Regions from separate parts of the Mus musculus genome. Here region 2 is linked to region 1. Evidence: chromatin contacts called from public Hi-C data. All regions are on one chromosome and are shown on one strand. The core of a region is the stretch at or near the end of the contact, and the rest is flanking DNA. Distances in the headings are between cores, read along the strand shown.

What was found. A called contact is a pair of places that touch in the nucleus more often than the background predicts.
Region 2: a Hi-C map of myocytes shows a contact between it and region 1, with 1.8 times the contacts expected there. The contact joins two enhancer-like sites. A contact is called at or near these places in 4 of 39 promoter capture datasets (the HPC-7 cell line, embryonic stem cells, hippocampal neurons and 1 more), 2 of 484 Hi-C or Micro-C datasets (cerebral cortex and myocytes) and 2 of 115 datasets of contacts at active chromatin or transcription factors (embryonic stem cells and pancreatic cancer cells).

Annotation. Positions count from the first base shown.
Region 1 is chr17:12,266,812-12,269,825 of GRCm38.p6, reverse strand. The region is part of intron 3 of Map3k4 (mitogen-activated protein kinase kinase kinase 4); the gene reads left to right. Gm46605 (a long non-coding RNA gene) reads right to left here. Exons shown (of 3, transcript XR_001782245.2): 2 at 3,008-3,014; 3 at 1-533. Among named protein-coding and RNA genes, the nearest start is that of Gm46605, 3.6 kb to the right of the region's middle. Within about 2 kb of position 1,540, at least 21 of the 459 cell types and tissues checked have an H3K27ac peak or open chromatin away from gene starts, as enhancers often do. A contact at or near this core is called in myocytes, where this site is marked.
Region 2 is chr17:12,756,736-12,759,749 of GRCm38.p6, reverse strand. All of the region lies in intron 1 of Igf2r (insulin-like growth factor 2 receptor), which reads left to right. All of the region lies in intron 1 of Airn (antisense Igf2r RNA), which reads right to left. Among named protein-coding and RNA genes, the nearest start is that of Igf2r, 11 kb to the left of the region's middle. Within about 2 kb of position 1,574, at least 116 of the 459 cell types and tissues checked have an H3K27ac peak or open chromatin away from gene starts, as enhancers often do. A contact at or near this core is called in myocytes, where this site is marked.

The sequences.
Region 1 (3,014 bases), core at 291-2,790:
TTGTATAACATGGCTTGCTTTGGAGTCAAAGATGGTAGAAAGTATTTCCTTAAGGCAGAAGACACCTGAGGAGAGTCCAGGCCTGTCAGGCTTTGTGTCTGCATTCTCAGTCAGGTGATGAGCCTCAGAGGACGTCGGGGACTCGGCAAACGGCAAATGGAAGCTTCTTGCCCTCTCACACGGATCACTGTGGGTTCATTGTGCAGCTCTCTCAGATGGACCTGTCGATGTAGAACAAGGTTGTCTCTGCAGGGGCGGAATGCCATCAGGACACTCTGGGAAGACAGGGTTGGCTTTCGTTGTTGGTTTTTGTAAAATGTTAGGTTTGAGGTGATGTGGTTGGAAAGGCTGTTAATAAGAACTACCTTCAGACAGCTTTCTAAAAGCAGAATTAAGAGTTTTTCTGTTGGCTTCCTACAGTTCAAACTGGAGCCCTGCCGCAGAGACTAGCTACACTGGCAGGTGGGGAGGTCTGAAGTTACGGGTAACTTGGTGTGAAAGGAACCGTTTGTCTTCATTCAGGAGCGCAGCGTCTGCAAGTGGAGAGATGCATGTGTGTACATATACGCCAGCCATACATGTCTGACATTCAGATGCGAACTTCATCCGTTTCTTCCCTCTTACATCACACTGTCCTGGCCTCAGGGGATATTTCACTAGCATTATGAGTCTGTCACACGGGCTTACATAACGTTTCATGTGATATGTGGTGTGCAGTGCATACATGTGCTTGTGTATATGTGTGTATGCGCATTTGTGCATGTACACATACACATTCTCATCCTGGGTTTCCTAACCCTGATTACTGAGTATTTCAAGGAAAGAACCACAGTTGTTTTTAAGGACTCGAGGACAATTCTATTTGAGTTTCAAAGGGAAACGTCAAGGCTGACCAGCTGTGAGGCCCAGCAGCTGCCTGGGGAAGGAAAGGGGAGGCCACCGCTGGGGTCAAGCTGGCATGGAAGCCAGTGGAGTGGTGGGGAGAGGAGCTTCAGACAGAGAGAGGCCCAGAGTGTGAGGAGAGCAGGCTGAGAAGAGAGGGCAAGAGGGACGGAAGGTTGCACTCTGCTGAGCACCCAGAAGCAGGTGGCCCGAGGGCTGCGTGCCACCCGCAGCTGTGTGAGCAGCTGTCCAGAGCCTGGTTCTGAGGTCCGCTAGCCGGGCCCCGTTTCCAGAGCAGAGTGACTGACCTCACCACTGACTCGTCCTTTTGCTCCCAGTCTTGGGAGATGTGTGTAATAGTGTGTTCCCATCTACCCACAGAGTTAACGTAGCCTCAACAGATCCTCATATGGTAAAATCTATGTATCACATACAAACTCCTATATTTTTAGGATTATTGTTATGTTATTTTTTTTTTCTCCCATCAAAGCCAGGTGTAAGTCAATGTGGGCTTTTGTTCGTTTTTAAAATGTCGTTTTATCTTTAGTCTCTTCCTAATAATGGTTTGGAGGCATTTGAGGCTTGGGAGTAAAGTGGACTTGGGATAGCCCAGCCCCTCCAACAGTACACAGGCCTGTGTGCTCCTGCATCACTAGTGGAAGCCTCCAGATGGCTCGTGCAGCTGACGGGGCAGAGTGCATGGCTGTTATGCATTCTGCTCTTGCAGTTTCTGGCTGATCTCATTGAAGGGCTTTATAGAAAAGAAGTAACATTTATTTGTGATATTTTGTTTTTTCTTGTTTGACTTTATATCTTTATTTCTTATGATTAAATTACTTCTAAGCAGTGTCAGTCAGTAATCTTTAGTAAACCTTCGGAAGCGTGCTTTACAAAGTACTTTTCTCCTAAAGCTTTATTGTATTTATTGTTTAAAAAAATTGCAAACTAGAAATCGTCTGTTGTCTTTATTTAATAACTTGAGCAGCATCCATGTTAATGGCCTGTTTGAATTCAGTGATTGTCACTCCCTCGGGCTGCAGACTGGTCTCCACAGGACACACCCAGACCCCATCGCCTGTGGTCTGAAAGAGTGTTGTGTGAGACTCTCAGGTCATCATGTATTTAAGCCCGTGAGGCAGACTCACAATGCCAGCAGGATCTCCCCTGAAGCCAGGACAGTATAATGTCTGAGGGAAGAAATGGATGACGTTCCAGTCGTCCACCCTGTGTACCTGAGGTCTTTCTCGGTTATCTTCTGGTTCCCTCCTCCTTTGTGTGGAACCTACCTGGACCTCAGGACCCTCTGGTACCTCTCACCTTGCTATGATCTGAATTCCTGCGGCCGAGTGTGTCTGATTACTATTTCCCACTAGCAGGCTAGGCCAGCTGAACGTGCCAGTGCTCAGTCTCCAGTGCCTGCCCTTCTGTAGATGCTGCCTGTGAGCTCAGTGCCTCTGGCCTGCCCACCAGGGACTGAGCATGGCTGCCGCTGTGTTACTGCTTATGGGCTAGCCTGCGGGTGTCTTTTGTGTGCACAGGGTCTCTAATTACCTGTCCATCGCCCTTTAACAGGAGCAGTACCCTTGCTGTGGTGCTGGTGTGGCACCACCTCTTTGCCTGTCTTTTAGCCCCCCCCCCACCCCCCCCACTTTCCCAGGGCTCCTCAGTGAGGTTGCATGTATTTTAGTGTAGTATATAAGATACTAACACTGCTCGACTGCCTTTGCCATATTATCACAAATACCAAGAAAGTGCTTGGTTACTGTCTTAATTAATTTCTTGCATTAGAAATTACGTAATTATGTTTAATGGCCAATAAAGTACTGTTTGTCTTTGAAGGTTAAACACTCTGCCAGTCTTTCCTGTGACACAGGAAACCCTGAAGAGGCTGTTTATTGTGGACACGGCATTGGAGACTAAGCTGCCACTTAGACTCACCAGGTGCTAGACAGGCTCACTGCTCCAGTTTACCCCTGAGGAAACTGGCTTAGAGAGGAGTAACCTCCGAGTCACTGTGTTGTGGATTGTTGGGGGAGTCTGAGCTACCAGACTTAAAAATAGACCAGTGGTTTCTAGGCCAGGCTACACATCAGCATTATCCGAAGAGCTTTAAAAATACACATACCTCTGCC
Region 2 (3,014 bases), core at 325-2,824, 490 kb before region 1:
TCCCTCCCCCACACAGCTGCCTTACTTTTTGAGACTGGCTCTCTGGCCCCAGACTTGTGATCCTCCTGTCTTAGTGTCCTGAGTGCTAGGAATGTGGGGCGTACAGGAGTACCACCATGCTCCACTGGAAGCCACTGTTGGAAGTCACCGTCTTTTTGTCACCCCTTAGTGCCCCAAGAGTTTCTGCCTCAGTGAGTGAGTGCTTGCTCATGAGGTTTAAGAAAGGGTTCTACTTTCTGAAAGTATTTGAAGCTGTGGGTTTGTGGGTCACTAGTCCCACCTCACACTCAGTTCTGAGATACTGAGCTAGCAGATTGCAAGACTTTTTCCTAGCACCAGAACTTGTGGGCACAATAGGTGTGGGGTGTGGGCAGGTGCCAGTGCCGGTGCCCCCTATTGGGCTGGGTCCCGTTCGTTTTTGCTTTATTCTATTTCCTGGAAGTAGAAAGAGGCAGTGGTGTGTGTGTGTGTGTGTGTGTGTGTGTGTGTGTATGTATGTATGTGTGTGTATGCGCGCTCGCGTGTGCATGCATATATGTCTAGAGATCAGCGTAGCCTGCCTCTGTCTCCCAAGGGCTGGAACTAAAGGCATGAGCCACCAAGCCCTGTGTTGTTTGTGTATAGTGGAGGCAGCACCCTAGAGGTTGGGAATGTCTGCTGTACATATAGCCCCAAGAGGTTAGTGGGAAAATGTTTGGTCACTTCACCTTGCTCTAAAACTGGAAGTCGGCTATTGCTGACAAGATTTTGAGGTGCCAAAGATTGTGTCATGTCCTATTTTGGACTCTGACAGACCCACTGCTACACACACAGTCATTACAGTGGAGGAAAATCCCGTTGTCCTGTTCCCTCGGGTGTGAAACATCAGATCAGCCACTGACCTTTAGCAGTTTTCCCTTGCTCAGTTAGTGCTGGAGGGCAAGTTCCCTGGGGCCTTACTGATTCCTGCAGGCATTTGTGACTACTGATTGTAGCTGTGTCTTAAGTGTAGGAAACACCAAGCGATGTGCTAACAGGCCTGGCTAGCATTTTAAAAACAGATGTGACCAGTGAAGAGTGGCCTGCAAGGTAAGTTTCAAAGGTGGTCTTTTAGGTTGAGTCTTTAGGTTTGTGCTGCCACATGGCCACTGAGCTTTGACCAAATGTAAGATTGTTCTAATTCCAGCTCTTCCCTTCTCTTTTGGGGCAATACCAGGGATTGAAGTTAGGGCCTTGGTATATAGGTGGCAAGCACTCTGAGCTGTATCTCCAATCTGTATGTATGTATGTATGTATGTATGTATATATGTATGTATTTATTGAAAACTTTGAGACAGGGTCTCCCTGAGTTACCATAAGACAACTCTTGAGCTTGTGATCTTCCTGACTTAGCCTCCATTGCAATTGGTTTTACCAATCTATGCTAACAGGCCTGGCTGTCAGCTGCACATTTTAAAGCAGATGTTTAGTGTGGAAAAACTCCCTACTCCTCCGCCTGGCCTGCAAATAGAACAGCCACCAAACCAGAAATGACCCAGAAGAGGGCTTCTTAGAAGTGACAAGGGCAGTGCCCACTGAGTCATCACTGCTCCTCCGGCTCCCTCCTGTCACCTCGCCAGCTCACACGCGCTACTCTCTACTCCCAAGTGAAAGCCACCATCTGTTCCTGTATCTGGTCTTTTAGAGGAAGTGTGGTGAGCCAGTGGTGTCATGAGGCTTGGCATCCCTTAATAATGAGAGAGAGGATTGAGGAGCTTTTGGGAATAAACAAGGGTGTGGGTCCAAAAGGGCTCACCATGCCTAGGCTCTTCTGTAAGGTGCGAATCTAAAGGGGGCCTGGAAGGAAATGAGGGGTATGTGTGTTACTGTATGTAATGGGGAAGAGTCTTTGCAGGATCTAAGTGTGCCTGTTTGAGACCAAAGGGTCAATGTGGTTGAAGTGGGGTGGGTGGTGGAGGGGGTATGGACAGGGACTGGACAGGATGGGGTGGGGCGGGGCGGGGCGGGGCAGGACGGGATGGGATGGGACGGGACAGGAGAGATGTCAAGAGTTAGCTGGGGCTGGATCCCAGACGCGACCATATTGACTTTGGAGCTATTGGAAATCAGCTCCAAAATTGGAATGAAGCACAATGGCTCATATCGATAATCATTTGGCAGCTGAGGCAAGTGGATGAGCCTGAACTTAAAGGAGACTGAAAAACGACAAAATAAAAAATGCCCGAAAGTTCTGATTTCTTTGCTTTTGTGCAGAGGGCTTCTTATCGTTCAGGTACTGAAGTTGGTGACAGTTCTGCAGCCAGAATGCAGTGGGAAGTGGTCCGTGCTGGGAGCAGAGGGCATGGCAAGGCTCTTCCTGCTGTGTTTGGTCACTTGGTGATCTGGGACTGCCTGCCAAGTTACACCCACGCTCTAGTTTCAAGTCTCCAAAATGGGGAGGTTGGTGTGCTCCTTGACAGACGGTGAGGACTAAGTGATTATGTTCAGAAGCCGTGGATGGCATGCCCCAGGTGTGTCACTGTTTCTAAGTGAGGTGCAGCTGTGCTGCACAGGATTGGGCCTTGGGAGGTTCTCTTTGCCCAGTGGAGTTTCTTGCTGAGCCCCTGGTATGATCCCAGTACTTGCAGAGCAGGACTCTTTAGACATGTCATATGGTGGTCCAGGTTGGCCTTGAACTCAAAGTAGTCCTTCTGCCACAGGCTACCAGCCTGGGATTGCAAGTACAAGTCCTGGTCTGCCTACGTGGTTTTTGTGAAGAAATAGCATGTGTAGCCTCTGATAACCTTATTAACATCACAAACCAACAAGCTGAGCTGACTGTTCAGCAGTTAAAATGCCAGCCCTCCCTGTGTCCAGGGCCATAAAGGAAGCACATTGGGTCCCCAAAGAATTGGGGCCTTGCTAGCAAGAAGTTTTGAGTGGGTCCCTGTGCTAGCATTGCCTTCCTGCATCCTCACAGCAGAGCCTGTGCCACACACTGGCTTCTCCCTTTCCTTCTTTGGGACAGTCTCCTGTTGCTCAGGTTGGCATTGAAC